Linked DNA regions of Mus musculus: all the other regions are linked to region 4. Evidence: chromatin contacts called from public HiChIP or PLAC-seq and promoter capture Hi-C data. All regions are on one chromosome and are shown on one strand. Each heading gives the region's core, a stretch centred on a gene start, on an enhancer-like site or on the middle of the called end of the contact. The rest is flanking DNA. Distances are from core to core; before and after follow the strand shown.

Region 1 (3,542 bases), core at 989-3,488, 790 kb before region 4:
TGAAGAGTGCTGGAGATAGACCTGTAGACCCACTGGGCGCCAAGGTGGACTGTGTCGTATGTGGGCTAAAGATAGCCTCAGGGTTTGTGGCTTCTATTGTACTAGTGAGAATGGGAGCAATACACTCACCTGGGGAGACAGTAAAGAGGCTCTGTGACGTAGGCCTGTAACCTCAACTGATGGGCCGAGACAGGAAGGTTTTAAGTTTGATGCCAGCCTGACTAATTTAACGAGACTTTGATTCACAATAAAGGAAAATCGAGAAGAAGGCAGAGATAAAGCCCTCCGGCCAATCATGTGTGTGTGACTGGTGTCAGAAAACCATTCCAAAGTTTCTTGACAATTCCAAGCTACCAGGTGCTGTAGGAACTCCACCCCTAAAAAAAAATCCAAGGAACAGGAAATCTATGCCAAGAGCCACTCATGAATGTTCACAGTGACTTTATCTGTAATCACCCAGACTGGATGCAGTACAGATGTCTGACCTGAGGTGACTGGACAGAAGGACTTTTAGAATCCACATCTGGGGCAGGGGTGGGGGATCCTACTTGTCACTTCAGGGGAAGGCCATTCACATGTGCTCTGTCACAGACAAGTCTCACAATAATTGTGCCGAAAGAGTCTGTTGATACAAAACATAAACTGATTTGTGGTGACAGTGGATCAATGCGAGGAGATGAGACAAGCAGAAGTTGCTAAGGGACCTGAGGAGGATTTGGAAGTGACGGGCAGCTGGTTTTGTTAGTTAGAGTGTAATGGTATTTTGTGGGTGGCTGTGCATGTCAGTGTTATATAACTTTACAGTTACATATGCACAGTGGTTGAAAATTATTTATACATAAAGCTGTAGAAACTAAATTACCACCAATGAAGGTCGTTGGGAGAACAGATATTCCTGGGGCCCAGCGCACAGTAGGCATCCAATGAGCTGAGCTGTACACAGGCTTCTCAAAGTCTCCTAGTCAGTGTCCCTACTAGGAACTGGAGAGGGGGTGGGGACCGTGCCCTGCTCTGAGGCTCAGGTGTGGCACTCCACAGAGAGCCTCAGGTCTCAGCTGTACCCGGAAGCCTGAGAGGATGGCAGCTGCCACGACAATTTGCAAGCCAAATGAAGCAGCTACCCATTCCCACAGCCACCTCAGGCATCGTGGGCTGGCCTCCTTGCTGGTCCACAGCCTCCATGCCCTGACATCCAGCCGTTTTTCCTCCCTATGACTTGTTATTCGTGAACCTCCTTTCAGAGAAGGGGACACATTTCCTTTGTCATCTTACCAGCAAAGCCTAGGTTAGTCACACCAGGCAGTGTGACACTCCTGCGGTCAGCCGGCAGAGAGGTGTGTGAGACCCTGACTTTTGCTTTCTGATTACAGTGGTTTTGTGTGCTGGCTAGGCTGACATTTTCTCTCCTGGAGAGATGAGGCACTTTAGAAACTGCTGATTTAATTCGAAACCCCATCACCTGCTGGGTAGCACAGGTGGAGAGCATTGGACCCCGTTTGCTGTCGGGGAATGGAATTCTAGGTGGAGGGAGCAGCAGGGTCGTTGGGGAAACTGAAAGAGAGGACACACCTGACCAAGGTCACATGGTGAGCTGGGGTCACAGAGCTCAGGACCTGACTTTGCAGTTCTTGCTGATGCTGGCCTGCTTTTAGACACTGGGGTCCCAGCGTTTGGTCAGAATCCTACAGTGAGAGCAGCTCAGAGAAGGGAGGGGGACGGTGTGGGTTTGCACACAGGACAGGGACAGTGGCCTTTGTTGACAGGCCTGAAGGGGGCCTGAGACAAAGGTCTTAGTCTCAGCTGAAACCTGAAGTCTCCACACCCAGAGATGACATTGTCGAAGGCACTTGAAGAAAATCAGACCCATGTCATCTGTCTGCAAGACGCTGCCAACTGTTAACGCCTCCCGAAGGAGGTGCCATCTGATCCCACTTAGGGAAATGCCACGTTCAGGCATTTAAAAGTCAGTGTGATTCAGGGACAAACTTTCACAGCGTTGATGGGCTCCCCTTAAGTCTGAGCATGGAGCTCGGGGGGGGGGGGGCGTGAACACTCATCTGCGAGGTTCCTGTGACATGGGACGCCAAACATGAGAAATCACCATCTCCCATGAAGCTTCTATTCTGGTGGTGGCGACACGGATGGGTGGTAATTCCAGAGGGTGATGGAAGGGAGGAAGGTGAGTGGCATCTAGCTGGGGGTGTGCCCAAAGGAGTGGGCAGGGGTGTGAACAGCTCAGAGGCAGTGAGTGGTGTTTTTCAGCATCTAGCAACAGAAAGGCAATGTATGTCCCTGCTCTCTGGCATGTTGAAAGAGTGTGTGCTGGCAACTCCACTGGCTAGAGTCATCTGAGAGGGAAGGAACCACAATTGAGAAAATGCCTTCACAAGATTGGGCTTCAGGCAAGCCTGGAGGGCATTTTTTTGATAGTTGATGTGAGTGTGGCAGGCCCATCCCTGGGCTGGTGGTCCTGGGTTCTATAAGCAGGCTAAGCAAGTCGTGAGAACAAGCCGGTAAGCATCACACCGCAGACCTCTACATCAGCTCCTGCCTCTCCTGTCTGTTTAGGTTTCTCTCTTGACTTTCTGTGAGGGGGATTATTATAAAGTGTAAGCCTGATAAATCCTTTTCTCCCCAGCTTACTTTTTGGTCATGGTGTTTCACCACATCAGTAGTAACTTGATCAGCATGGAGGAGGAATGTAAAGATAGTATAGTATAGACAGAAGGCATCCTGGGAAGGATGCAGCAGTGGGAAGCTGAACAAAGCTGAGAGCCTTGTCCAGGACAAGCCCTGGAGTCTTAGCCCCTACTTCTTTAAAAAACATATTTGTTTGTTTTATGTGCTTGGGTGTTTTGTCTGCAGATTCCCCAGAGCTGGAGTTCCTCACAGATGGCTGTGAGCCACCAGGTAGGTGCTGGGACTCGAACCCCAGTCCTCTGGAAAAGCAGCTGGTGCTCTTAAGTGCTGAGCCATCTCTCCAGCTCCTCCGAGTCTTAGAGCTGATAGTTCATAGCATTTTCCTTTTTTAATAATCTAACTTGGATTAATTGCACAAAATAATGTTTCCTTGAGATGTCGATGTATGTACATCATACCCTGTGGTCACATCACTCTCCTGCATCACCCTGTCTTGTCCTTTTGGGCCGTTCCCTTCCCTTCCCAATAGCCTCCCTTCTGATGCTGTCAGGTTTTTTTGTGTTTTAACTCAGATTCCTCCTAGGGTCTTAACATCTGAGTACTTCTCCTGCTGCATGAGCACGGAGAGTTGCTGAATTCACTCACTCACTCACTCACTCACTCACTCACTCACTCACTCACTCACTCACTCATTCACACATTCATTCACTTATTCATCCATTCACTCATCTACTTATTCACTAATTCATTCATATATTAATTCATTCACTCATTCACTCGCTCATTCATTCATTCACTTATTCAGTTAGGCTTTCATTCACTTGCTAATTAGTTAATTCAAATATCCCTAGTGTACCCACTGTGGGCTGGACCCGATCCTGAGAACCAGGGACATATTTGGG
Region 2 (3,548 bases), core at 858-3,357, 530 kb before region 4:
TAGAAATCCCTGAGTCTAAGCTTTGTATTTTGTTTCCTCCTTGTCAAAGACGGTAATTATTTGTAATCATTCTTTAAAATAACAAAACATCTATAACTCATAAAATGACCAAAACCATCCACCCCAACTTAAGGATGACAGTCTTCTTATAATTGATTCCTGCTGAATTGGGGCAAAGAATTCCTTTCGGGGGCCCAAAAGGAAATTAGAAAAATGGTTACATCAAAAAAGAAGCTAGCTGGCATCAATTGTTGTCCAGTTTCTACGTGCTGAGAAAGTTCAGGGCTCAGCCAAAGTCCTGTCTATAATAGTCTTAAAGGCTGGATGAGAGACCTAGCTGTTCTGAAAATGTCCCAGAAGCAAGAATTTAGAGGAAACAGCTTCGATGCCGTTGAGGCAGGATGGATCAGGGAGCTGGAGCAGCTGGTCCCAGCATCTCAGGATCTCAGTATCCTCGAGGATGAATCCTGTCAGGGTTGCCCTCTTGGTCTTTCATTCTGCAATATACAAACCTTACAGCAGTACATAGTTCTATAAAGACATTTGTATGGAATGTGCAGGATGTATAGATTAATTAAGAATGATTTCCTGTTCTCTGTTTGAGCAGGTGAAAGACAACTGTTTTTTTTTTTAGAGGTTAGTTTGATTATATAATAATTACATAGTTTGATTATATAACTGCAGTATAAATCTCCATTCATGCCACCTGAAAGGAAGGTATGTAATAAGTCATGAGAATTTTGTAGCCATATCTTCATTGTCTCTTACCACAAGTATTTCTCTATCTGGTGGGCAGGAACTGTGGACTGTAGCTTGATGCTCAGAGTTGCTGGCCCCACCTACCCCAGGGTAGGTATATAACCAGCCTCAGCCAATCACAGTCTTCCCTGAGAGCTGCTGTGTGGGACCACAGGATAAGGACCACATAGCCTGGGATTGTTCCACACAGTGAGGGGGACCTACTCTGGGGCAGAGGCAGAGTTGTGTTGGGGAGACAGGGGACAAGTCCAGGACGTGCTGGGAGGTAGGAGGGTCATGTGATACTGTAGTTGCAGCCTGGATCTATAGACTGAGATCAGAGAGGTCCTGGATATCCCACAGTGCTGTCTGCATGACCTTCTGGGCCTTTGGGGGGGGGCGAGATCCTTACTGACAAGATAAAATGTAAAATCTGAGGCAGCAAATCAGAGAATCTTGTATGGTGTGGTAGTTTGCTTGGTACAGGGAGTGGCACTTTTAGGAGGTATGGCCTTGCTGGAGTAGGTGTGGCCTTGTTGGAGGAAGTGGGTCAATGTGTGTGTGTGTGGGGGGGGGGGGGTGAGACCCTCCTCCTAACTGCCTGGAAGACATTCTTCTCCTTTTTGCCTTTGGATCAAGATGTAGAACTTTTGGTACCTTCTCCAGTGTCATGTCTGCCTGGATGCTGTCAGGTTCCCCTTGATGATAATGTCTTGAACCTCTGAACCTGTAAGCCAGTTCCAATTAAGTGTTGTCCTTTATAAGAGCTGCCTTGGTCATACTGTCTGTTAACAGCAATGGAAACCCTAACAAAGACAGCTGGCATGAGCTCCTCCAGTAAACTTATCTAGCTGGACCTTGCACTATGCAGGGTGCTAAGGACTCAGGACAGAACAGCTATGCTCTCTGTGCTCATAGATGGTACCTTCTAGAATCACATAGCTTTAAGTTGAAGGGCCTGGGAAGGGTCTTTTGTTCCAGAGAATAGAGAGCAGGCTGAAGGAGGGCTGGCTGGAAGTCAATGAGAGTGAACTGGGAAGGTCACTCTGAGTTGGGGAAACAGGAAAGACAATTTCCCTCACCAAGCTGTCACCCTGGCCGCTGGAGGTGGTCTCCTTACTGCCCTTGCTGTGACAGATCTGTACCCTCAAAATGACTCTCAGGTGGCTATTTATGAGACAGAGAGAGTGGGTGACCCCTACCAGGGCCTGCCTGAGTTCTTTGAGAGGAGGCCAGCGTAGCACAGAAGAGTCTGACCACCTCTAATCCCCACCCCTGCTGGGAAAGCCCAGCTACCACTCAAGACTACCAGATTCAGGGCACAGAAGGGGCCTCCTGGCAGCAGAATCTCAGATGACACCCTGTTCAGTGGCCAAGCCCAGCCTTTGGCACCCAGCCATGCCCCTCCTTGGAAGAGGCCCTGGGACAGCCCTGATGACTGGGGTCACCTCTTTCCAAGCCATTCTTTCTTTAAACTCCAGAGAGCAGGTTCCATTTTTAAGCCCCAGTGACGCCATCGCTTCAATAAGATAAAAGTTATGTGGCTTTTAATGTTTAGCATTCTTAGTTATGGGTGTGAAGTATTATTTTTATAAAACAAAAAGTAAATGGGCTCCTTCAGCCAAGACGATTTCAGGAACTTAAATTGTGTTCCGCGCCTGACTTATGTGGCTGCAGATTTGATTATGCAAAGTGGCTCGCGCATATGGCGTTAAAAGCAACAGGACAGAGAGACTGGTAATGAGAAGTAGTGGCCCCTTGAACCCTTCTGTGCCAAGTCCTTCTCCTCAGAGGTGATCAATTGTGCTTTGGGCGACTGTCGCTCCTGTCTTTTCCCCCATCGCTTTCCTCATAAACACTAAATCATGTTTGCTCTGCTACCTCCTAGCTGCCCACCATGATGAGTGAGCCCGTGACTTGTTTCTGCCAGCCGGCTCCCTTCCTGCCAATGTTATTGTATTTTTAGTTCTTCCTTTGGTTACCTTGGAAACGTGAAGGGATGGACTCAGACATTTATTCCTGTGGAAGTTAACGCTCTAACTTTGAAGGCAGAGGGAGTTAACATTGACACCGACAATATGGAAGGGTGTGTGCTTTGTTTCTGGAGGGCTGAGGCCCTGACCACTTGGGTTCATCTCTTCTCTTTTCTTTCTTCTGGGATGACCTCATCCTCAGGCAGGTTTTCTGTGCTCTGTGTCACAGAATAAGATATGTGTCGGATTTGGGCTCTGTTCCTTGCAATGAGTGGTTTTGTCCAATATAAACCATCCCCAAGGGCTAGGTCACATTCCCACAGGGACACATGTTGATAACTGAGATACAGGGAGCGTTCACTGTGGCCAAGTCCATGTCTGTCCAGTTTCTCAGCAAGAACTGATTGAGATCTTGCTTTGTAACCGAATGGGGGATTCTCTCATGACCCAAGAATAACAGGGGAGACAGTCAAGTTGGTCAGATAAAAACTGTGGCAAGTTAGCAGAGCTTCATCATGGTTGACTTCTGTAATGGAGGGAACTGAGACTCCAGGAAGACTCCATCTAGACAGGGATTTAACCTTGTTACTGTAGGTTAGAAAGGACAGGCTGAGGGCATGATGCTATGCTGAGGTTAAAGGGTCAGAGATGGACTATGGGAAATGGGCAGAGAAAAGAGCCACGCAAAGGTCCCATGGAGAGAAAGACAGTGTCACTCACAGGAGGCTGAAGATTTGGAGATCAGGACAGTGGGAGAGGCGAGTATGTCAGGGTTCACCAGGAGGTGAGTCCCACCCTTGCTGCACACAGCTGTCTATCAATGAGACTGGTTTATTT
Region 3 (3,711 bases), core at 38-2,537, 630 kb before region 4:
TTCTCATCTGTGTAATGGGAACATATGGGATGTTGGGGGATGGGTTCACTCATGCAGTCAAGTGTCTGGCCTGGTGCCTGGTACACAGCAGGTGCTGACTAAGCATTTTTAAAAATTTATGGATCTTATTTATGAATCTCTTATTTTTGAATCCAGAGAACAGGTGTTTAGTGAACACCTGCTGTGGGCCTGGCCCTGTTCGGGGGACTGAGAATTTGGTACTGTGGGAAGCCAGGTGCTGTGTGTCCTTGCCTAATCACGGGGTTGAATGGCAATCGTGAACAGAGGCCAGCTCTGAGCAGAGGGTGGGCTTGGCAGGAGCCTGTCTGAGCAGGTGGCAGGCCAGCTGAGAAGGTTCAATAATCGGACACTTACTGTGTTTACAGGAGGAGGAAGGAATTCCTGGCTGTGCAGAGTCCACTTGGAGGAAAAGGCTTGTGCTAAAATAGATGCCCCATGGCAGAACACAGGGACAGGGTGAGCAGTGAAGGGGAGAGAGGGCATGTGTGACAGGGTGTCCCTTGCCCTGAAAGGACTTGTGTATAGGTAGTGGGAGACAGTGGGAGTGGAGACAGGATGTCCCCCTCTTTCCTTGGGCTGCATACAGGGCAGTCAGTAGGGAGAGGGGACCTTGAGTTGTCAGGTATAGAGTTTCCACTTGAACAGGGGGCATCAGGCTTGCAGCCTGCCATGCACCATCTGGAGGGTGCGCTCAGACTCCACAGGGCTCACATCCTGGGAAGACATCAGGTGCGCGGAAGCAGGGAGTCGATGCTGACAGTACCTGCAGGCAGTCCAGGGACCAGAAACCCAGTCCACACTGCCTGCTGTACACACTGCTTTTCTGTGCTCCTATGGGTCCCAGATATGATGTGTGTGCTGGTTTGAATGAGAATGGCCTCCAGTTTATGGAACTGTTTTGGGAGGATTAGGAGGCGTGGCCTTGTTGAAGGAGGCATGCCATTGGGGGTGGACCTTGAGACTTCTAAAGCTCACTTCAGGTCCAATCTCCCTTTCTCTCACCCTGTTGCCAAGTTCCAGGTTAGAGGCAAGCTCTCAGCTACTGCTCCACCGTCAGGCCTGCCTGGCTGCTGCTATGTGCCCCACCAGGATGGCCCTGAACTCCAACAACCGAGCTCCCCAGTTAAATGCTTTCCTTTATGAGCTGCCTTGGTCGTGGTGTCTCTTCACAGCAATGGAAAAGTAACTTAGACCATGTATGAAAGCACAGAGCTGTGGAGAGAGACGCTGTAGTGTCCCACAGATGGATGCCATAAGGTACCGTGAGTACCCTTGGAAACAAAGAGTTATACAGACCCAGCCAGATAGCCAGGGGCGGTGGCTAATGAGCAGAGAGGGAGAGGGTTTTGTTTGTATTGGCAGCAAGCCTGGTGGCAGCCAGTGTTTTACCAAGAATCCTTGAGGGGTTGCCTGGCAGGCTATCAAGGAGCTAGGTTACCAGAGGGGATGCGTGGAAAGGGACAGAGAGAAGGGGATGAGGTGAAGGGAGAGAAGAAGAAAAGAAGAAAAGAAGAAGAGAATGATGGAGGAGGGGGTTAGAAAAGAGGGAGGAAGGAGACTTGACTGGACAGAATGAGGGAGAGATGACAGAGCAGGGGAAGGAGAGAGTAAGAGTCGGGAAGAAGAGAGAGAAGGGAAAGGGAGGAGGGAGAGGGAGGGGAGAGAGAGGAGGGAAGAGGAGCGGGCAAGAGTTAGGTAATGAGGAAGACACAGAAACCATAGCATGAGAGAAAGGAAAGGGCAAAGGTACAGGGTGGGGGTAGGGATGGGGATGGCAGGTGTCTGGAACCCAGCCCAACTGGGCTCTTTGGTGGGTGACACACTCTGTGTCTCTAAAATGAAGTTGATGCAGGCAGGGCTCTCAGCCTCACTCACTAGCAGGCCAAGCAAGAGGCCATTTGAGCCCAGGATCTGTTAGATGGCTCCTAAGACAGGCATAACTTCAATGCCCACTCCTCTGACTCTGACATACTCAGGAAAGCACTCATCCAGCCTGGGGGTCTATGTGGGGTCCAGTACACTGCAGTCCTGCCTTCCACTGGAGCTAGGTAGAGAGTTTGAGGGAATCCACATTTAAAGATGCTGAGTGCTTAACTGATTGGATCCTGGGGTCAAGTCTGCTGTGAACTACATGAGTTTGCTGTGTGACAACCTTTCTGGACCAGACTCCTCCACTGTCACAGGAGGTGGCCAAGATATCTGTTTCACCATCCTGTGGTGTGTGCTGGAAATAGCCCCAAATCATCCCTAGGTGCCCCCCATTTAATTATTAGAACTCAATTCCTGTTACGGTTTTCATTTTTCAGACCAGGACATGCAAGCCCTCAGGGATGCCTAACCTCTTACAGTCACATGGATCATTCACAGAAGGGCTGACTACCCTCCCTTTGCAGCATGAAGCGTGATCACAGTGGGGACTCTGTTCCCTGCCATTCCCTCGTCTCTCAGGGTAACAGGGCACCAAGGAGATGGTGTGACCTGAGTCCCAAAGGTCGAGCTGCCCATTGCGACAGAGACTGATGAGCGGAGTTGGAAAATGAATCTCTAAACATGTTTTCTGTCTCACTATCCTTCCAGCAGACTCGATAGAAAGCCGAGAACAGAGACAGGTGGTCAGTCAGGTGATCAGACACCCACTGTTCCCACCCACTCCCCAGCTTCAGGATGTGAGTGTCTAGGGAATAAGGGTTCTCACAGATGGGGTGAGTGAGAGTGTGTCAAAGTGACGCCGCGTGGGGACTGCAGGCAAGATGGAGCACTGTGACAGGTAGTCTGAGACAAAGTGGGTAGGGGAGCTTCCCACAGCTGTGGACCTTAGAGATGTGGCATCGTGTGTCACTGAGGAGCACTGCCTCAGAGAAGACCTCCCTTCTGTGTGGACCAGTCCCAGCCCCACAAATGCCTCTGTGGATGCTACTCAGTATGAGGATAACCCTTAAGCATGGGCAGCTGATGAAGTGCAGCAGCTATGCTGTATGCCCCTCCTGGGGTCTAGCCTAGTGTGTTCAGGCTGCAGCTTCATCTCATGCCTGCCCTGCCCTTGCGTGTTCTTCATCTCAACTCCGCCAGGCATTTGCGTGCAGCCCCAATTGCGTATGCAGCACTGAACCCTTGGAAAGGCCCCATCTGTCAATATGTCTGCAGTCCCAAAGTGGCTCCTGCTTCAGATCAATGGTGTTTACCAAGCTGGGCAGGAAGGCAGTGAGTTATTTTTCTTCTCTCCCTGTGTACTTTCTGAGTCACCAGCCATCTCTCTTGCTTTGTAGATGAAGATGACTGGCAGGCTCTGCTCCCTGGACGGACGTCAGGATCATAGCCATGGCTCTCCAGCTGGACTGAACTCTGGGCTGGGCACTACACACTCAGGATTATGCCACCCCTCCATACATTAGCTCGGTTGGGTGGACCACCAGGGAGGTTGAGTCACTTAACTAAGAAAGCACAGCAGAGCTGGGGAGAAGGCTCAGTGGGTAAGGTACATACAAGACAAGTGTGAGGACCTGAGTTCGAATCTCCAGAACCCACAGGAAGCCAGGCATGATTGTCTGTATCTCGGTGCTTGTAGAGAATGATGGGGTGGAGACTTTGGCCCAAAGAACATGGAAGGTGAGACACACACGCTCGCACACACACACACACACACACACACACACACACACACACACACCCCACCACACCAGGGCCTCACTT
Region 4 (3,962 bases), core at 413-2,912:
GCCTCAGGAAAGGACGGTGGACCACGCGCGCGCACACACAGAAGCACACTGACACTCCATTCACAGAGCACACGATGCGATGCGCTCGCGGTCGCACAGACAGTCACTGGACACACACTCAGACATGGGAATGCACACACACACACACACACACACGCACGCACGCACACGCACACACCCTCCATAGGACACCAGGCTCCAAAGCACACTCAAGCACGGGATCTCACCGCAGGCCGAGGGGGAGGCCCATGCACACATTCACACACACACACACACGCACACACGCACACACGCACACACACACAACACACACACGTCCGCACGCGCGTGCCCGACTGGCCGGGAGGCCGCACAAAGTTGCAAAGCAGACGCAGGCAGCGTCCCCGGGGACCGCGGCGTCCCCAACGCCTCTGACGAGCTACGATGGGGACGCTGTCCCGAGGCCTCCAGCCAGGCCCTGCGGGGGCCCCGACGCCGCAGCCCCGCCCGCAACCGGGTGCGCCCCACGGCCCTCCCCATCCCGGGCGCCCCGCGGCCCTGGCGCCTCCTCGGATCAGCCGCCAGCCAGCGCCGCTCGGAACTTGCGAAACAACAAACCGCCCGAAATGTCGGAGTCGGCGGCTACAGCCACGTCTCTCCCCGTTCCTTCCCTCGCCAGCCGCAGGGCCGCCCCAGCCTCCGGGGGACGCCGCCGCGACAACTTGTTCCGGCCGGGTGCGCCACGCACACGCGCGCGCGCGATCACACATACACTCACATATGCACACACACATGCACACACACCCTCGGGTCCCGGCCACACTCGACCACGGCCTAGGAGCACCCCAAGCTCGCAGCGTCCCTAGCCACGAAACCATCGCTCACCGACACACTCACATCCACTCCAGACACGCTCCCCCATACGTATTCCCCGCATCCCTGACATTCACACGGACCCACACAGCATCGTACACCCCAAATACTCCCACAGGGTCACTCGTGGGCACAGAGCTCACACAGGTTCCGACCCGGTTCCCACGACTGCACACACACACACACACACACACACCACACACACTCGGGCCCACACTTGGGCACAATCCACCGAGTCCTCACAGCACAGGCATAAACAAACACGCGGGTTTTCAAACGCACCAGCAACAAACAGTACTCCCGCCTAGGGAATACAAAAAAAAAAGCCAACAAATGCAACACAGGATCAGACGCAACTCTAGCCAAGCCACTGAAACTCAGATACACAACCCACTTGGCAGCGTGGACAAACATGAGCCAGCGCACACCCGGTGCTCCACGCAGGCGACACTCACACCAGCACACTCGCATCCGCGGTACACACTCAACCTCAGTTTGCACACAAACTACAGACACAGCGGCCACAGAAGCTTGGAGCACTCCGACACCAGCGACAAGCCATCCCCGGCCCCCCGGGCACTCGCGGGATAAGCTTGGAGGGACCGCGCGCGCTTACCTGCGGGAGTCTCGGTCTCAGGCGCGCAGAACTGGAAGGTGAGCGCCAGGACCAGAGCCTGAGCCCGGGCCATGGCCGCCGCCTAGGTCCTGGAGACCCGCAGCTGGGGAGGCGACGCCTCCGGAGCCCGACCGGGAGCCCAAGGCGAGCGGGAGCCGTAGTGGAGCAGTGCCGCGCGGAGCGGGACTGGCGCCGAGTCCAGAGCGGGAGCCCGAACGAGCGGGGCGCTGACGTCAGGCCCCCGGGCGCGAGTTCCGCGGTCTCGAGGCGTCCCCTGCTGGTGGTGTCGCGCGCTGCGGCCCGGTTCCCTGGGCCCGCCGGCCTTGGCGTGCCCATCCCCCACTCTCGCACCCCGTCGACAAGATCCATCGGCCGGTGCCGGTGTTCAGGTCGGCACTCTCAACGCATCCGTTGCCCACGGCTGAGACTGTAACCCAGGAACCCTTGGCTCCTCTGTTCCCTCAGTTGCTTAAGTTTTTCCTACCTTGACTACTCTGAACATAAACTCCCAGCTCCCTCCAATGACAGAGCACTCTTCATCTACCTGAAACGTTGTTGGGCCTTTGGAATGTTGCCGTTTACTTTCAGTAATATGAAATTCACTTCTCTCTTACTGACGCTCGTGCCTCTACAGTAGCCTCCGGCTACTCGGAGTAAGTAGATTTGGAACTCTGCCCCGTCCAAGTTTTTGCACAACCACCAGCATAGTTGTCAGTGGCTACTTAAGACCAGGTGCCATGTGTGCCTCTCTCTGGGACTCTGTTCATCTTCACTATTGCCCTAGGGGACACACACCATTCTAATGCCATTACACAGTTGAGAAAGTTGAGATCATAGAGCGTGACTTTTTCAAGATTATGTGTCAGTATGAGGCGACACCAAGATCTGAATCAAGGTTGTCTGGTTCGAAATGTGTAAACAAACGAACAAAAACCGACTCACATCTGGAAACCCATTTGCTTCTCAAATACTGAATAGATATGGGCTTGTTGGTTCAGTGATGACTGTAGACTACCGAGGAGATTAAAAAACAAAGGCTTGATCTCCGGGAGCTAGAGAGACGGCTCAGTGGTTAGGTGCGTGCACGCGGCTCTTGCAAAGGGCTCAGGATGGATCCCCAGCACCCTTGTCCAACCACCTGTAACTGCGCATCAGACCAGCACTTCTGGCCGTGTATATTTATAAAATATAAAATTATATTTTAAATATAATTTAAATATTTTTTAAAATCCCCACCCTCATGAAGCTTACATTCAGGAGGAAGATGCAGGAGAGGGTGGGGGGGGGGGTTGGAACCTACAGTAGGGAAAGTGGATCGCTGCACTTCTAAACAGACTGCCTGCTATGTGATGGACTTGGTATATATCCCCCATGTTTAGAATGTGTGTCCCCCTAGGGAAGCTTTTTCCCCCGGGGCCTGGTATCCCGCATACTCGATGAGTAATGAATGAGCGGGTAACTGATAGATGAGTACTTACAGAGAGGGCCCTTGCTCTCACGAAGACTTCATGCCGCAGATAAATAAATACATATGGAACTTCAGTCTGAGGCATGCGCCCTCAAGGAAATGAAGCTCTTGCAACAAGGAACACTAAAAGATGGGGGGGGGGGGTCGGGTCACGCTTCAGAAAAGACAGTCCAAGACAGACGCCTTTGCCAAGGATGTGACCCCATGCCACGTGATCTTAGACCTGACGTGTGAGGAGCCAGCCTCAAGCACACCAATGGGAAGGAATGCTGCAGCCAGCCAGACCAATGGGAAGGAACGCTGCAGCCAGCCAGACCAATGGGAAGGAACGCTGCAGCCAGCCCGAAGCGCGAGCCTTGGTCTAAGAGGGAGCCCGAATGGAAGGGTGAAGAGGAACGGCAGGTGCAACTGGAAAAGTTGCCAGGGCCTGCAGACCACACAGAAAGCCGAATACGGAAGACATTTTGAGTCAATAAACACTAAGAAAATGATCAGCCGCTGGAGAGTCTTGAGTTTTGGTTTATTACTTTCATTCCCCCCAACAACTAATGGGCAGAGATGTTGAAGGAACTCATTTAAGTACAGGTCTTGGCGTCTGTAAGGCCTCCCTATTTCTTGTCTCTTCCCTCAGTTGGCTCACACTGAGAAGCTACCCTGAGGCTAGAAAAGGAAGAACTGAGCATCCCTGGTCTCCTTGGGTCCTCAAACTGCTGCTCAAGGAAGCAAAGACACAGCTCTCGAGGACCCGAGCATTAAACTGAGAGTCACCATGAGACAGAGGTAGAGGAAGGAAAAGTGATGGGCAAGACAGAAAGACATGCTGAAACAGAGAGAGATCTGGCAACCCGGAGCCGGCTGTGCGTTGGAGGGGGGGAGAACTGAAGTTTTGGGGTTTTGGTTTTTGTTTGGTTTTTGTTGTTGTTGTTTGCTCTTTTTATTAATCTCAAGTTTTGAGGTATGGACACTGAGAATCAGAGAGCATGATGTATTTGCGCAAGGTCACTCAGTCAGTCCATAAAGGTGTCA
Region 5 (3,492 bases), core at 900-3,399, 660 kb before region 4:
AGAGGGAGAGCTCTCGGGCAGGGCTGAACCATTGAAGGAAACAGAACTCAGGTTGACCTGGCATTCCAAAAACCAAAGGAGGTTGGAAAGGGTCCCTTAAGAGGGACCACTCAAGCAGTGCCTCCTGTAGTCCCCATGAGCCTATGTTGCCCAGGGTGGGCCAGCCTGAGTGCATAACCAGGGGTAAACACAAACGTGTTTGAAATTGAACTTCTACAATGTCAGTGTGGTGACTACACATGCCTGGCTCCAGTTCTGCCACTAGAATCTTTATCTGAAGCCTGACAAACTCCAAGACAAATTGCCACAAAGCCCAAAGTAGAATGGTCTATGCAGACCCAGCACTCCTCCCCTCCCCTCCCCTCCCCTCCCCTCCCCTCCCCTCCCCTCCCCTCCCCTCCCCTCCCCTCCCCTCCCCTCCCCTCCCCTCCCCTCCCCTCCCCTCTCCTCCCCTCCTGGGTATGCCAGGTTGGGACTGAGGGATGCCAGGAGAACCCAGAAGCCAGGTCCACTTTGGTATGCTATGTATGGACCTCAGCTGTTTGTCCCAGGTCTGAGTCCCAGCATTTGCCCCAGGCTCTTTTGTCCATGGTGGATCTCCCCCTTCTCCCAGGCAAAATGTCACCTTTCAGGGAAGCTCAGACACACCCCTTCTCCTCTCCTCTCCTCCCCTCCCCTTTCTTTTCTTTTCTTTTCTTTTCTTTTCTTTTCTTTTCTTTTCTTTTCTCTTCCTCTTCATCCTCCTCTTCCTTCCCTTTTTCTTCCTTTTGCCTTCTGTGATTACTGGCTGCCTGGTTTCTGTTTCTGGTCCTGGAGAATCCTAATCTGGAAATAAGGAGGAGCTAATGAGCTGTATACCCGTCTTTCTCCCTGCCCCTGCTCAGGGCAAAAGGAGATGTCCCATGACCCACTGGTTGGCTGATTCTGGCTAACTGGGAGTTCAGCAAGAGCCACCACTTTTTTCTTCTGGTTTGCCTTGAAACCCCCAAGGACACCCTGGTCACACCAGGGACCGAGGCACTCAGAGAGGCCTGGCACCTGGTGCTCATTAGTAGGACTCCAAGGCATAGGCTGTACAGCAAGCTAAGAATGCCCCAGGACTCTGGGAGCCAAACCTAGAGTTTGGAGAGGCCCAGTGTGGGACTGTCAAGCAGTCCAGGGGATGTGCAAAGAGACAAATGAAATAGCCTCCTATTTGTTGAATTCCCTTGGTGAGACCGGTGAGTCTCTGAATGTGACCAGTTATTACTGTATATTGTCTCTGCTGTTATCTTTGCTCTGTATTTTGTCTTGTGTCTGCTCTGTCTTTGAGTGCTCTGACTTAGGACAATAGAAGGGAAAGTGTTGTCTGTATTGTGTGTGGCTGGTTCTCTATTTTCTGATGTGCCTGTAAGTTTTGTTATAATCATGGGGGCTCAGAGTGATTTATGTCAGGTTCAGTTGCGTGTATGATGGCCACTGCACGTTTTGTTTCTAACTGGTCTTCCTTGAATGTGTGAGCTTCCTATCTATGTTCTGTGTTTCTTGGTTATCTATTGGCGGTGTCTGTTGCCAACAGTGATGGCTCGGGGCTCAGAATTTTTCTCTGAGATTGCTGGGCTTTGATGGAATGTAACAGAGAATTCAAATGCCATTTGTGTGTGGGCAATATTAAAGTTATTTAATGCTGTTATACTTCATTAAAAAGCTGCCTCTGGAATCGGCTTCTTCAGACCCAGGCATGCTTTTGAAATCTTGATGTCCAAGATCAGGGGAGCCTCCTGACACTGTAACAGGGAGGAGGGAGCAAAGCAGAGCAGATAAGGAGGAGATTATTGGTTTCATTTCATTGCCTTGGACTATTAATGGCCTTTCTGATCCTCAAGATTTATAAGTTTCTTGGGTATGGTTGAAAATCCGTGGGAAAAAAAGTTAACTTAAAACTTGTAACACACATTGCCAAGATATTTTAGATTAGAATGAATTTTTATATGATGATTCCTGTCATGAAGGCAAAGCTTATGAAAAAGAAGATTGGCAACAATGCTCGTTTAATAAGGTATTAAAGCTGTACTTCCATGTGCTCATGTACAAGAATGCACCTCGTGCTGGCAGCCAAACTTTATGATGTAGGAGCTGCCAGGTGGTATTGATTTTAAAGGCAGGAAGGAGTCAGGGAGAAGAGCTGACACTTGGAACTTTGGGGCAGGCAGGGAGTTCCTTAAGCGAGGCCAGATGCAATGGAGAGCCCACAAGTTTTGGAAATGTCGCTGCCATGTGTTAGTCACCAGAAACACCAGCTGTAATGAAACAGGCTGGCTGGGACCTAGACTGCAGGCTCTATAGGCTGCCGGGGATCAGGGCACAGAGGGGATCCAAGCCCCATGGGAAAGCTCAGAGGATTGTGAATGAATTCCAGAGACCAAACGTTGGATTGTTTGTACTGTTGGAGCTTGGTTGCGTCTCGTGCAGATTGTGGTTGTAGCCTGCATCTTCCCTCTGGAAATTAAAAAGGTACTTTATTTTTGATACTGTAGGAGCACGCAGTTGAGGCATTCTAAACTTCTTTGAGAGGAAATTTTAGAGTTCTATAGGAAATTTAAATTAAAAAAACTGGATACTTTTTAAAAATAGCTTTTAAAAATATTTAAATTTATAAGATGTTTTATTAAAGTGTCTATATTAATATGTGATCTTGATATAAAATAGGTAGATAAAAGGCTAAAAATTAGGGCTATAGCTGTGAGCACTAAACACTAAACACCAGAGACTGAGGTATTCCTCTTAGGAGGCAGCAAGGTAGAGACCTAAACAGTGTGGGAAGGGGTTTCTTCTCACCTAAGGTCTATTTGGACTAACCGACTGGTTTAAGAATATATGTCTAGGGGGCTGGAGAGATGGCTCAGTGGTTAAGAGCACTGACTGCTCTTCCAAAGATCCTGAGTTCAAATCCCAGCAACCACATGGTGGCTCACAACCATCCATGATGAGATCTGGCGCCCTCTTCTGGAGTGTCTGAAGACAGCTACAGTGTACTTAAAGCATACAATAAATAAATAAATCTAAAAAAAAAAAAAAGAATATATGTCTAGCCGCTTTGTTTTTGCTAGCTATCTTTGGTAAAGAGAGCCATACAGGAAACCGCTGTGTTCTATGATGGTCCACTGTGTAAGGACCAGGAAGTTGCCGCCCAGTCTCTTTGTGAGCTATATTTATGAGTTAAAAAATCTTATCTCGATACTAAAAAGCTTCAATTCAGGAATTGTTATTATTATTAAACTGCTAAGAGATAAATAAGCAGCCAGGCCTGGTATCACACGCCTTTAATCCCAGCACTCGGGAGGCAGAGGCAGGCATATTTCTGAGTTTGAGGCCAGCCTGGTCTACAAAGTGAGTTCCAGGACAGCCAGAGCTACACAGAGAAACCCTGTCTCGAAAAAACCAAACCAAACAAACAAACAAAAAAGATAAATAAGCTTTGGTATGCACAGAACTATGCTTCTCGTCATGCTA
Region 6 (3,935 bases), core at 153-2,652, 710 kb before region 4:
AGGTGGATTGGAAAAAACAACATCAGGGTCTAAATCTGGGTTGGGCTATGAAAAAAATTTTCGATTTATTTATTTATTTATTTATACTTTATATACTTCTTTCGTGTATGTGCACATGTAAACATGCTGGTGTGTGGAGATCAGAGGTCAATGTCAAATATCTTGTGAGATAAGTTCTCTCACTGAACCTGGAGCTCATTAGTGAGACCAGACTGGATGGCCAGCAAGTTCCAGGGATCTCCCAGTCTCCCCAGAGCTGAGATTCCAGACACTAGCTACCATGTGTGGGTTTTTACATGGGTACTGGGTATTTGAACTCAGGTCTTCATGTTTGTATGGCAAGCACTTTGCCACCCCTGCCTCCTGCCTGGTTCTGACGTCCATTTCTTCCCTTGTAGAACATCTATTACTAGAATATTGTTTCAAATCAGAGATAAGCCTGGAGTGGGTGGGGCTCACATCCTCCCTACAGCCTGTCTTTGGTAGACTGAGCTGGTTGCTATCCACCTTAGAATTTGCCTTAAAATGGTACCTGGTGCCTTGAGACTGCTCTGGCAGACTCTGTGCCCAGACGCCATTAGAAGCCTTCCCTTCCTTTCAGCCTAGAGCTGCTGCCTCTGATGATGGGTTTCTTTAGTGTGTGGACTTCTTGAAGTGTGAGATACTAGAGGTCTGAACCCTGGTCATGTACCCTGGAGCTGCCTGTGGATTGGGGATTATGGTGCCCCGAGGGGAAGAATGGCTGTTGTTGCTTCTCCCAGGGCCACTGTCATGCCAGCGAGTTGAAAGAAGATCAGGATGCTGATCAACTATAAGCCTGGTCCCAGGAAGGTCAGAGGAAATGGAGCAGAGTCCCCTGGGCTCCTTAGCCCCATCCTTCATATAACAGACACCTGGTCCCAGCTACAGGGCTCCCGTTGCCTCCAAAGACAGAACGGTTGGCTTTCAGATAGGCCTGGACTCCATAGTGAAGGCCCAGGGGTTGTATCTGGGTTGCTTATATGTGCAAGGGGCATCTTATATGGGAGGAGCACAGAGCCAGTGTCTAGTGCTGTTGCAAGGCTGGATGCAGCATCTCCCACATACCTATCTGGAAGTCGGATTCACTCACTCAACAGTATTGACTGGGGTGGATACTAGGTTCGTGTTTTTGCAAATGAGTGACCACGAACATCCTTGTCTGAGGCTCCCGGTACTCATGTACAGGAGGCTCTCTGGGGGTATACTCTTGAAGCAGAGCTGCTGCAAGACAGGGGAGGGGGCCTGCTTGGTAGGCTTTACAAGACAATGGTGAATTAGTCTGCAAGAGTGAGCTTCTGTTTCCAGGACACAATGGGGGGAGGCCCTTCCTCCCCACCTCGCCAGCCTCCACCCTGCCCAGTCAGCAGGTGGATTCTTTTCCTGCTGTTCCATTTGCACTTCCCTGATTGCTAATGAGGCTGCGCATATTCGCAGGCGCTGATGAGCCATTCAGGCTTCTTCTTGAAACCCCAATTCAAAGATTCAAGTCCTTCGATTAGGGTCGTTCTAGAATCTTCACATATTCAGAGTGGGCCCATTTACTGCTAACATGCCAAAATATCTGCTTCCACACCCTGGTTTATCTTGCCCGTTTCTCCACGGTGACATCGGGTGAACTGAATCTCTTTGTGGGGAGGGACTCAAATCTACCCATCCCTTCTCTCACACATGGCCTTTTTTTTTCGTTCTGTTTTGTTTTGATGAATACCTCCTGTCTCATTGAACTCATCAGAAGAGTTTGTATTTGTCTTCCAAAAGCATAGAAATGGTAGTCTCTGGGGGAGGAGAAAGGCTTGGCGGGAAGATCTGGGCTCACGGAAATGTCTTTTTTAAAAAAATTTACCTTTACTTATGTTAGTGTGTGAGGATGCTCAAGAGTGCACTATACCATGTACTTGGAGGATGTCAGAGGACATTGTACAAGTCTGTTCTTTCCTTTCACCATTTAGGACCTGGGAATCCAACTCAGGTCATCAGGTTTGGCAGCCAGTGCACTTTCCACTGAGCTGTCTTGCCTCCCGTTGTGGAAATGGTCCTAACTATCAACCTGCAGTTCCCTGGGGTCTGCTCTGTGCTGCCGACTCTGCAGGCTCTGCAGCGTAGGTGGTTTGACAGGTAACTGGTTAGAGACACCCCAAAACAGTGTCTGCTGTAGACATGAAGACTGTGTGAGAAAGACGTTTAATGAAGCGATCAGGGTGGACATCTTGAATGCCAGTGCTGCACTCTCTTCCTGAGGTTGCTTTCTGTTTTAGAGCCTGCCAAAGGAATGGTCCACACCCATGGCTTTATCCGGCTTTATCTAGTCTTCACAGTGGTTCCGAGTTTGCCTTCATTTCACAGAGAGGAAGCAGACACTCAGAGATGTCAAGCGAGTCACGCCATCACCACACAGCTAAGAAGAGGACCTGAGTGGTCCATGCCATGCCTCTCTGACTCCAAGCCCCTCCTCCTTCTCACAGCCAGGCTTGGAAAGAGCTGAGGTGGCCCTGGGCTCATCCTACCTACAGCAAGGCAGCAGCTTTTCCCAGTCCTGCCACACAACAGGTGTGGCCATCACATGCATGCACACGTGAACATACATGCATTCATGCATGCACGCATACAGACAGACACACACACACACAGAGAAACACACATACATACACGTGTCTTAGAGCAGAACTGAATGAAGCCTTCTTTAGGGACAGTGAAGGAGAAGCCTCTGTGTGGCCCTGACCCAGATTGCCCTGAGAAAGAGACAGAGAGAGACACAGACACAGACACAGACACAGACACAGACACAGACACAGACACAGACACAGACACAGACACAGACACAGACACAGACACAGACACAGACACAGACACAGAGAGACACAGAAAGAGAGAGACAGAGATAGACACAGAGACAGACACATAAAAAGAGAGACAGAGAGATTTGGAAGGAGCTGGCTGAGGGGAAAGATTGGGACTAGAGCTGGGTGGGGGTGGGGAGATGTCTGACTCTGCTGGCCTTCACTGATGTCACTGTGAGATGAAGCTGATGGAATCTAATACAAACATGCTTCCGAAACATGGCACCCAGGCTGCATGATGATTTGTAAGACTTACCGAGGAGGCCATTTCTAAGATACCAGCTATAGGCTAGGCATGAGGAAGGAGCCTGGGGCTGGAGGTGGGAAGAGCCTGGGGCTGGACTCCAAAACCAGCTTTAATGATCAAACTGGTGGTGATGGTGGTAGAGGAGGAGGAGGTGAAGAAGGAGGTGGAGGAGGAGGAGAGGGAGGAGAAGGAGGAGGAGGAGGAGGAAGACAAGGGGGAGGGGGAATACAGAATAGAAAAGGGGCTCAGATGACATGGTATGGTGGAGTGGGCACTAGATCTCAGGCAGTTTCTCATACAGCGGACTGCGCGCTAATATTTGATGTGGTCCGTTGAATCTGTGAGCATTGGCACCTGGATGCCTCTCCCAGTGGATACCCAAGTCCTAAGATGCTGGCACCTGAAGACAGTAAGTTCACACAGTTACACTGTCAGTGTGACTTTCCATGAGACTCAAGCACCAGGAAGACCCAATGTCAGAGATGCTCCACTAGGAAGGTGTGGCCTCCCATAAGTGAGTTTCCAGTTTGAACTTGTCTCTGGTCCCAAGTAGTCACAACGCTGCCCAGCGTCCACACTGGGACCCAACACAGAGTCACTCAAGACAAATTTCCTGCAAAGCCACTACTGTAGAAATGGGCGACAGAGTAATGAGCCACACAGCCCTGCACATTTCTGCCACCACAGTCCTTTAACAGAGTCAGCACTGACAGATTTGAGCAGTGTCTAGGTCAGTGGTAGACTTGGAGCCTTCAGGAGAGGGATGGGAGAGGCCAGGCCAGGCCAGGCCCCAGGGCTGTGGTGGGAAGCAGGGAGTCCAGGCTTCAGGG
Region 7 (3,497 bases), core at 79-2,578, 680 kb before region 4:
CCAGAAGATTTCTTCTCATGCCCTTTGGCTGTGTAGGTCGTGGACCCATCCCTAAGTCCCTCTTACCAGGTAGGTGTCTGCTGTTGCTGTGAGTGGAGTGAGGGAGGGGCAGCCGTGTTTGTGATCCCAAGAATGTGGATATGGGCTGAGAGCCAAGTCTAGGTCCTGAGATTTGCACTCTGAATGTCTGCCCCACCCACCAGCTGGGACGTGGCTGTCCCTTATAGGATTATGATGACATCTAACATGAAACTGGGAAGGGGATCTTGTGTCCTTGTGCAGGTCTTAGTGCATGAGCTGTTTACACTACTAGCGCAGCCATTGTGTGCATCTGTGAAATGGGTCCATGGCTTCCACTCTGCCCAGCCCTAAGCAACATGGAAGGATTAGGAGTTCAGAAATAAGTGCGGCTCCTTCTCTCAGGAGCCCTGGCTGCGTGTGCCTACCATCTCCTACTTCTAGGGGGCAAAGAGATCCTTTCACCTCTGCTTTACAGATGGGAAACTGGGGCTCAGAAGTCTAGAAGGATAGGTATGTTCAGAGTCCAGAACTCTCCCTCTGCAGGGCCCTGGCTGGAGCTGCTCGGGTAGGAGAGCAGGGAGCCATTCCTTATCCCAGGACTGTCATGTAGGTCCAAGCTGGTGGCTGGGATGGCTTCTCTCTGCCTAGTTCTCCGTCTCTCCCAGAACTCCGGGGCTCAGGACTTGCCTGTGTTGTGGGGAGACTCTCCCCTATCCCACCGGTCCTTCCTCTCCCCAGTCAGTGAATGAACACAAGTCGGTGACATCAGATTCTTGGCAGCTTCTGCTCTTTGGGGAAATAATGCATAATGTATACATTTGACAGACAATAAACATATGCTAATGAGAATAATCTGCTGATATTTACAGACACATTGCCGTATGCAGAACCTGCTTCCCATAGCCACACACCCCCACACTCAGCAGGCACTGTGAGCCTGGCACTCAGTGCGCTGGCCAGCCCTGCTGGGGCCCTGGTGCACCTGTGTTGCCCTGCCTAGCCTGCAGGTGTGCCCTGTATTGTCCGTAGAAGTGGAGGGGGGAGGGAAGTTACAAGAGACCCTACAGTCATCTTTTAGATAGAGAAACTGAGATTGATTGAGTCATCTAACCAATCACTCACGGATAGTCCCTGGGTGCCAGGCTCTGTCCTGAACACCCCCCCCCCCCAGGAGGCTGAGGGATGTGGTAGGGTGGGTAAAAGAAGTAAGGCACCAGCAAGCCAGCCTGTTACTGACAGTGCGGGTGCCTAGCACCGGGACCTCCAGCAGCTAAGGGATGGGGGAGGGGCTTTCTAAGCTGATCTTTGCCTGCCAATCCTCCAGAGCTTCACATCCTGTGAGCAGAGGACTCTCAGGCACAAAGAACACTGGGACACAGCTAGAGCTCTCCTCTTCCATACAGGGTCCAGCTACCAGGAGACCTGTGTGTGCGTGTGCGTGTGTGTGTGTGTGTGTGTGTAGTCTCCTCTTGCTGTTCCCAGAGTGTCTGGTTATCCCTTGTGCCCCTTAATCCTACACACACACACACACACACACACACACACACCCTCACTCATCTCTCCTACTCCCTACCCCTAGCAACTTCTTTTGTCCTGAAGTGCTATGTGTTATTTTGCTACACATGAAGAGCCCCAGACCAGACAAGGAAACACATCTACTCAGAAAAGGAATATTTTTTTAAAAATGCTTTTTCCAAACATGATGTGTCTCTGACAGGTTCAGAGAGGTCTCATCAAATAAAAGGTACTAGGCTTCCATAAACCTGGGTGGAAATGAGACCCTTGGCTTGTGCACATGTATGACAGGTGACAATTAGCTGCCGGCTGCACTGTCAGCTGGATGCAGACATGTCACTAAGAAGTCACGAAGATGCTCGTGTGGGAGTGGGTCTTGTCAGATGGCCTTGGCTCCACTGAGAACAGAGGCTCCGGGTGGCATTCTGTCCTCTGCTCTCTGCTGGGACGTGGCAGGCTTCACAGATGACATCGGGATGTCAGAGCCCTGGGCTCTCCGTGCCCCACTGCCTCCGGGCAGTTCACAGAAGGCCCCTCACTCCAGAAACCCACCATCTTCCCCATGCTCCCAGCCCCATGTGAGCCAGGGCTCGGTACCAACCCCAACTCTAGAGAACATGGGTATCCTGTTGTCCTAGCCCCAACTCTGTCCTGGTCCCACAGAGCCATGCCCGCCCACACCATGTTTCTCAGAGTAGGAAGTTAAGGCTCAAAAAGGGGCCACAGGACTGGTAAAGGACCAGAGAAAGCTCTGAACTATGACCTGCCTGGCTCAGCACCAAAGTTCCCCTGCCCAGTCCCCTCCTGCAGGGAGTTCACCTGTGTTTTAGCTCTTCTCATGAGGTCTTTGCAGGTTAAAAAAAGTTGGCTATAAAGGCTCTTACAATAGCTCCTGGCACTCAGTAAGTCCTTAGCTATTCTGTTTATTAATTATAACCAATATTAATGATAGCGTTAATGCTATTAAGCAAACGTAGTCCCTTCAGCCCAGAGCCTGTAGCTCTTCCTACATTAATCATGTCTACAAATCCTGAGCAGGACGGATGAAATGAAAACCTGCCTCAGGCAAATGTGGAGCTGCAAAAACAGAGAAACTCTGTGCAGAGTCCAAGGAGACAGACCCGCTACTGAGGAATGGCAGCCGGCTGTCTACAGGGACGTAGGGGGCAGAGAGCCAGGGAGCTATGTGTTCTGTTCCAAATGAAGTCAGGAGAGGAACACGGTAGAGCCAACTGAATCACCATACTGAGTTGTTTAAGGAAGAAATTTGCGTTCCAGTGAAGATGTGTTTGGAAGCTTGCATGAGTTAGTTTTCCAGTACTGTAATGAAACACGTGAGGTAGACAACCTAAAGGAGAAAGGTCATGTGGACTCAATTTCAGAAGTTTCAGCCTGTGATTGAGTGGCCTTGTTGCCTTTGGGCTTTTTGGGGGGGAGGTGTTCTTGAGGGGATGGAGTTTGTGGCAGAGGAGACAGCTGAGGAGAAAGACAGGGGAGGGAGTGGGAACCCAACCTCCTTCAAGGGCATGGCCCCAGTTAACTAATTTCATTCTAACTGGAGGACTCATTGTCTCAAGCTTCCATCCTATCAAAAGTGTCTGAGGGCCAGCACATGACCACGGTGTGTGTGTGTGTGTGTGTGTGTGTTGTGGGGGGAGGGCAGCAGTAAGATTAGTACCATAACATCCTCTTGTTTTTAAAATCCAGAAGAAAGACACGCACCTCACAGGGGAGGAAGGAACTGGAGCAATAATGTGGAGCTGGGAGACAAGGACTCAAGGGCTAGCCTTGGGAAACAAGCCCCGCCAGCCTGATCATCACGGAATTTAAACAGACAACAAAGTCGAGATCCCACAAGACCAAGATAGAAAGAAAGATCACAGTTCACACATTCTCCAGGCTGTGTGGCTCAGAGGAAGAGAGAGGCATTTATTCCCTAGGCTGGTGGTGGAGTGGGTGGA

Evidence for each region. Promoter capture Hi-C pulls out the DNA fragments that hold promoters and counts their contacts. HiChIP or PLAC-seq counts read pairs in DNA pulled down with a chosen protein or histone mark.
Region 1: a contact with region 4 is called in an H3K4me3 HiChIP or PLAC-seq map of forebrain, with 8 times the contacts expected there. The contact joins the enhancer-like site here to the promoter of Ptpru in region 4. A contact is called at or near these places in 9 of 39 promoter capture datasets (the C10 cell line, embryonic stem cells, hippocampal neurons and 4 more), 1 of 15 datasets of contacts at CTCF or cohesin (embryonic stem cells), 4 of 484 Hi-C or Micro-C datasets (cortical neurons and embryonic stem cells), 13 of 115 datasets of contacts at active chromatin or transcription factors (SST interneurons, astrocytes, craniofacial prominence and 10 more) and 1 of 9 other capture datasets (embryonic stem cells).
Region 2: a contact with region 4 is called in a promoter capture Hi-C map of hippocampal neurons, with 6 times the contacts expected there. The contact joins the enhancer-like site here to the promoter of Ptpru in region 4. A contact is called at or near these places in 9 of 39 promoter capture datasets (the 3T3-L1 cell line, the HPC-7 cell line, cranial neural crest and 5 more), 1 of 15 datasets of contacts at CTCF or cohesin (embryonic stem cells), 1 of 484 Hi-C or Micro-C datasets (myocytes), 15 of 115 datasets of contacts at active chromatin or transcription factors (SST interneurons, bone marrow-derived macrophages, craniofacial prominence and 9 more) and 2 of 9 other capture datasets (embryonic stem cells and pancreatic islet).
Region 3: an H3K4me3 HiChIP or PLAC-seq map of embryonic forebrain shows a contact between it and region 4, with 11 times the contacts expected there. The contact joins the enhancer-like site here to the promoter of Ptpru in region 4. A contact is called at or near these places in 12 of 39 promoter capture datasets (the HPC-7 cell line, embryonic stem cells, frontonasal cranial neural crest and 5 more) and 13 of 115 datasets of contacts at active chromatin or transcription factors (bone marrow-derived macrophages, craniofacial prominence, embryonic basal ganglia and 6 more).
Region 5: a contact with region 4 is called in an H3K4me3 HiChIP or PLAC-seq map of craniofacial prominence, with 6 times the contacts expected there. The contact joins the enhancer-like site here to the promoter of Ptpru in region 4. A contact is called at or near these places in 11 of 39 promoter capture datasets (the 3T3-L1 cell line, the HPC-7 cell line, cranial neural crest and 6 more), 1 of 15 datasets of contacts at CTCF or cohesin (pro-B cells), 2 of 484 Hi-C or Micro-C datasets (nephron progenitors and rod photoreceptor), 10 of 115 datasets of contacts at active chromatin or transcription factors (craniofacial prominence, embryonic basal ganglia, embryonic forebrain and 6 more) and 1 of 9 other capture datasets (embryonic stem cells).
Region 6: an H3K27ac HiChIP or PLAC-seq map of embryonic stem cells shows a contact between it and region 4, with 6 times the contacts expected there. The contact joins the enhancer-like site here to the promoter of Ptpru in region 4. A contact is called at or near these places in 10 of 39 promoter capture datasets (the 3T3-L1 cell line, cranial neural crest, embryonic stem cells and 3 more), 1 of 15 datasets of contacts at CTCF or cohesin (embryonic stem cells), 9 of 484 Hi-C or Micro-C datasets (CD8 T cells, Sertoli cells, cerebellum and 5 more) and 17 of 115 datasets of contacts at active chromatin or transcription factors (SST interneurons, bone marrow-derived macrophages, craniofacial prominence and 10 more).
Region 7: a contact with region 4 is called in an H3K4me3 HiChIP or PLAC-seq map of embryonic forebrain, with 11 times the contacts expected there. The contact joins the enhancer-like site here to the promoter of Ptpru in region 4. A contact is called at or near these places in 16 of 39 promoter capture datasets (the 3T3-L1 cell line, the C10 cell line, the HPC-7 cell line and 8 more), 2 of 15 datasets of contacts at CTCF or cohesin (large pre-B cells and pro-B cells), 35 of 484 Hi-C or Micro-C datasets (B cells, CD4 T cells, CD8 T cells and 20 more), 16 of 115 datasets of contacts at active chromatin or transcription factors (astrocytes, bone marrow-derived macrophages, embryonic basal ganglia and 10 more) and 3 of 9 other capture datasets (adipose tissue, embryonic stem cells and liver).

What each region holds. Positions count from the first base shown.
Region 1 is chr4:131,045,228-131,048,769 of GRCm38.p6, forward strand. No RefSeq gene overlaps it. Among named protein-coding and RNA genes, the nearest start is that of Gm42317, 18 kb to the right of the region's middle. Within about 2 kb of position 2,239, at least 7 of the 459 cell types and tissues checked have an H3K27ac peak or open chromatin away from gene starts, as enhancers often do. A contact at or near this core is called in cortical neurons and forebrain, where this site is marked.
Region 2 is chr4:131,302,019-131,305,566 of GRCm38.p6, forward strand. No RefSeq gene overlaps it. Among named protein-coding and RNA genes, the nearest start is that of Gm25261, 65 kb to the left of the region's middle. Within about 2 kb of position 2,108, at least 22 of the 459 cell types and tissues checked have an H3K27ac peak or open chromatin away from gene starts, as enhancers often do. A contact at or near this core is called in forebrain, hippocampal neurons and neural stem cells, where this site is marked.
Region 3 is chr4:131,205,669-131,209,379 of GRCm38.p6, forward strand. No RefSeq gene overlaps it. Among named protein-coding and RNA genes, the nearest start is that of Gm25261, 32 kb to the right of the region's middle. Within about 2 kb of position 1,288, at least 17 of the 459 cell types and tissues checked have an H3K27ac peak or open chromatin away from gene starts, as enhancers often do. A contact at or near this core is called in embryonic forebrain and neural stem cells, where this site is marked.
Region 4 is chr4:131,836,616-131,840,577 of GRCm38.p6, forward strand. Ptpru (protein tyrosine phosphatase, receptor type, U) reads right to left here and starts at 1,663. Exons shown (of 31, transcript NM_001083119.2): 1 at 1,469-1,663. The coding sequence starts at 1,541.
Region 5 is chr4:131,175,867-131,179,358 of GRCm38.p6, forward strand. No RefSeq gene overlaps it. Among named protein-coding and RNA genes, the nearest start is that of Gm42318, 21 kb to the left of the region's middle. Within about 2 kb of position 2,150, at least 8 of the 459 cell types and tissues checked have an H3K27ac peak or open chromatin away from gene starts, as enhancers often do. A contact at or near this core is called in craniofacial prominence and second pharyngeal arch cranial neural crest, where this site is marked.
Region 6 is chr4:131,124,754-131,128,688 of GRCm38.p6, forward strand. No RefSeq gene overlaps it. Among named protein-coding and RNA genes, the nearest start is that of Gm42318, 30 kb to the right of the region's middle. Within about 2 kb of position 1,403, at least 5 of the 459 cell types and tissues checked have an H3K27ac peak or open chromatin away from gene starts, as enhancers often do. A contact at or near this core is called in SST interneurons and embryonic stem cells, where this site is marked.
Region 7 is chr4:131,159,018-131,162,514 of GRCm38.p6, forward strand. It overlaps Gm42318 (a long non-coding RNA gene), which reads left to right. Exons shown (of 3, transcript XR_881448.1): 2 at 1-69; 3 at 3,244-3,497. Among named protein-coding and RNA genes, the nearest start is that of Gm42318, 4.4 kb to the left of the region's middle. Within about 2 kb of position 1,329, at least 19 of the 459 cell types and tissues checked have an H3K27ac peak or open chromatin away from gene starts, as enhancers often do.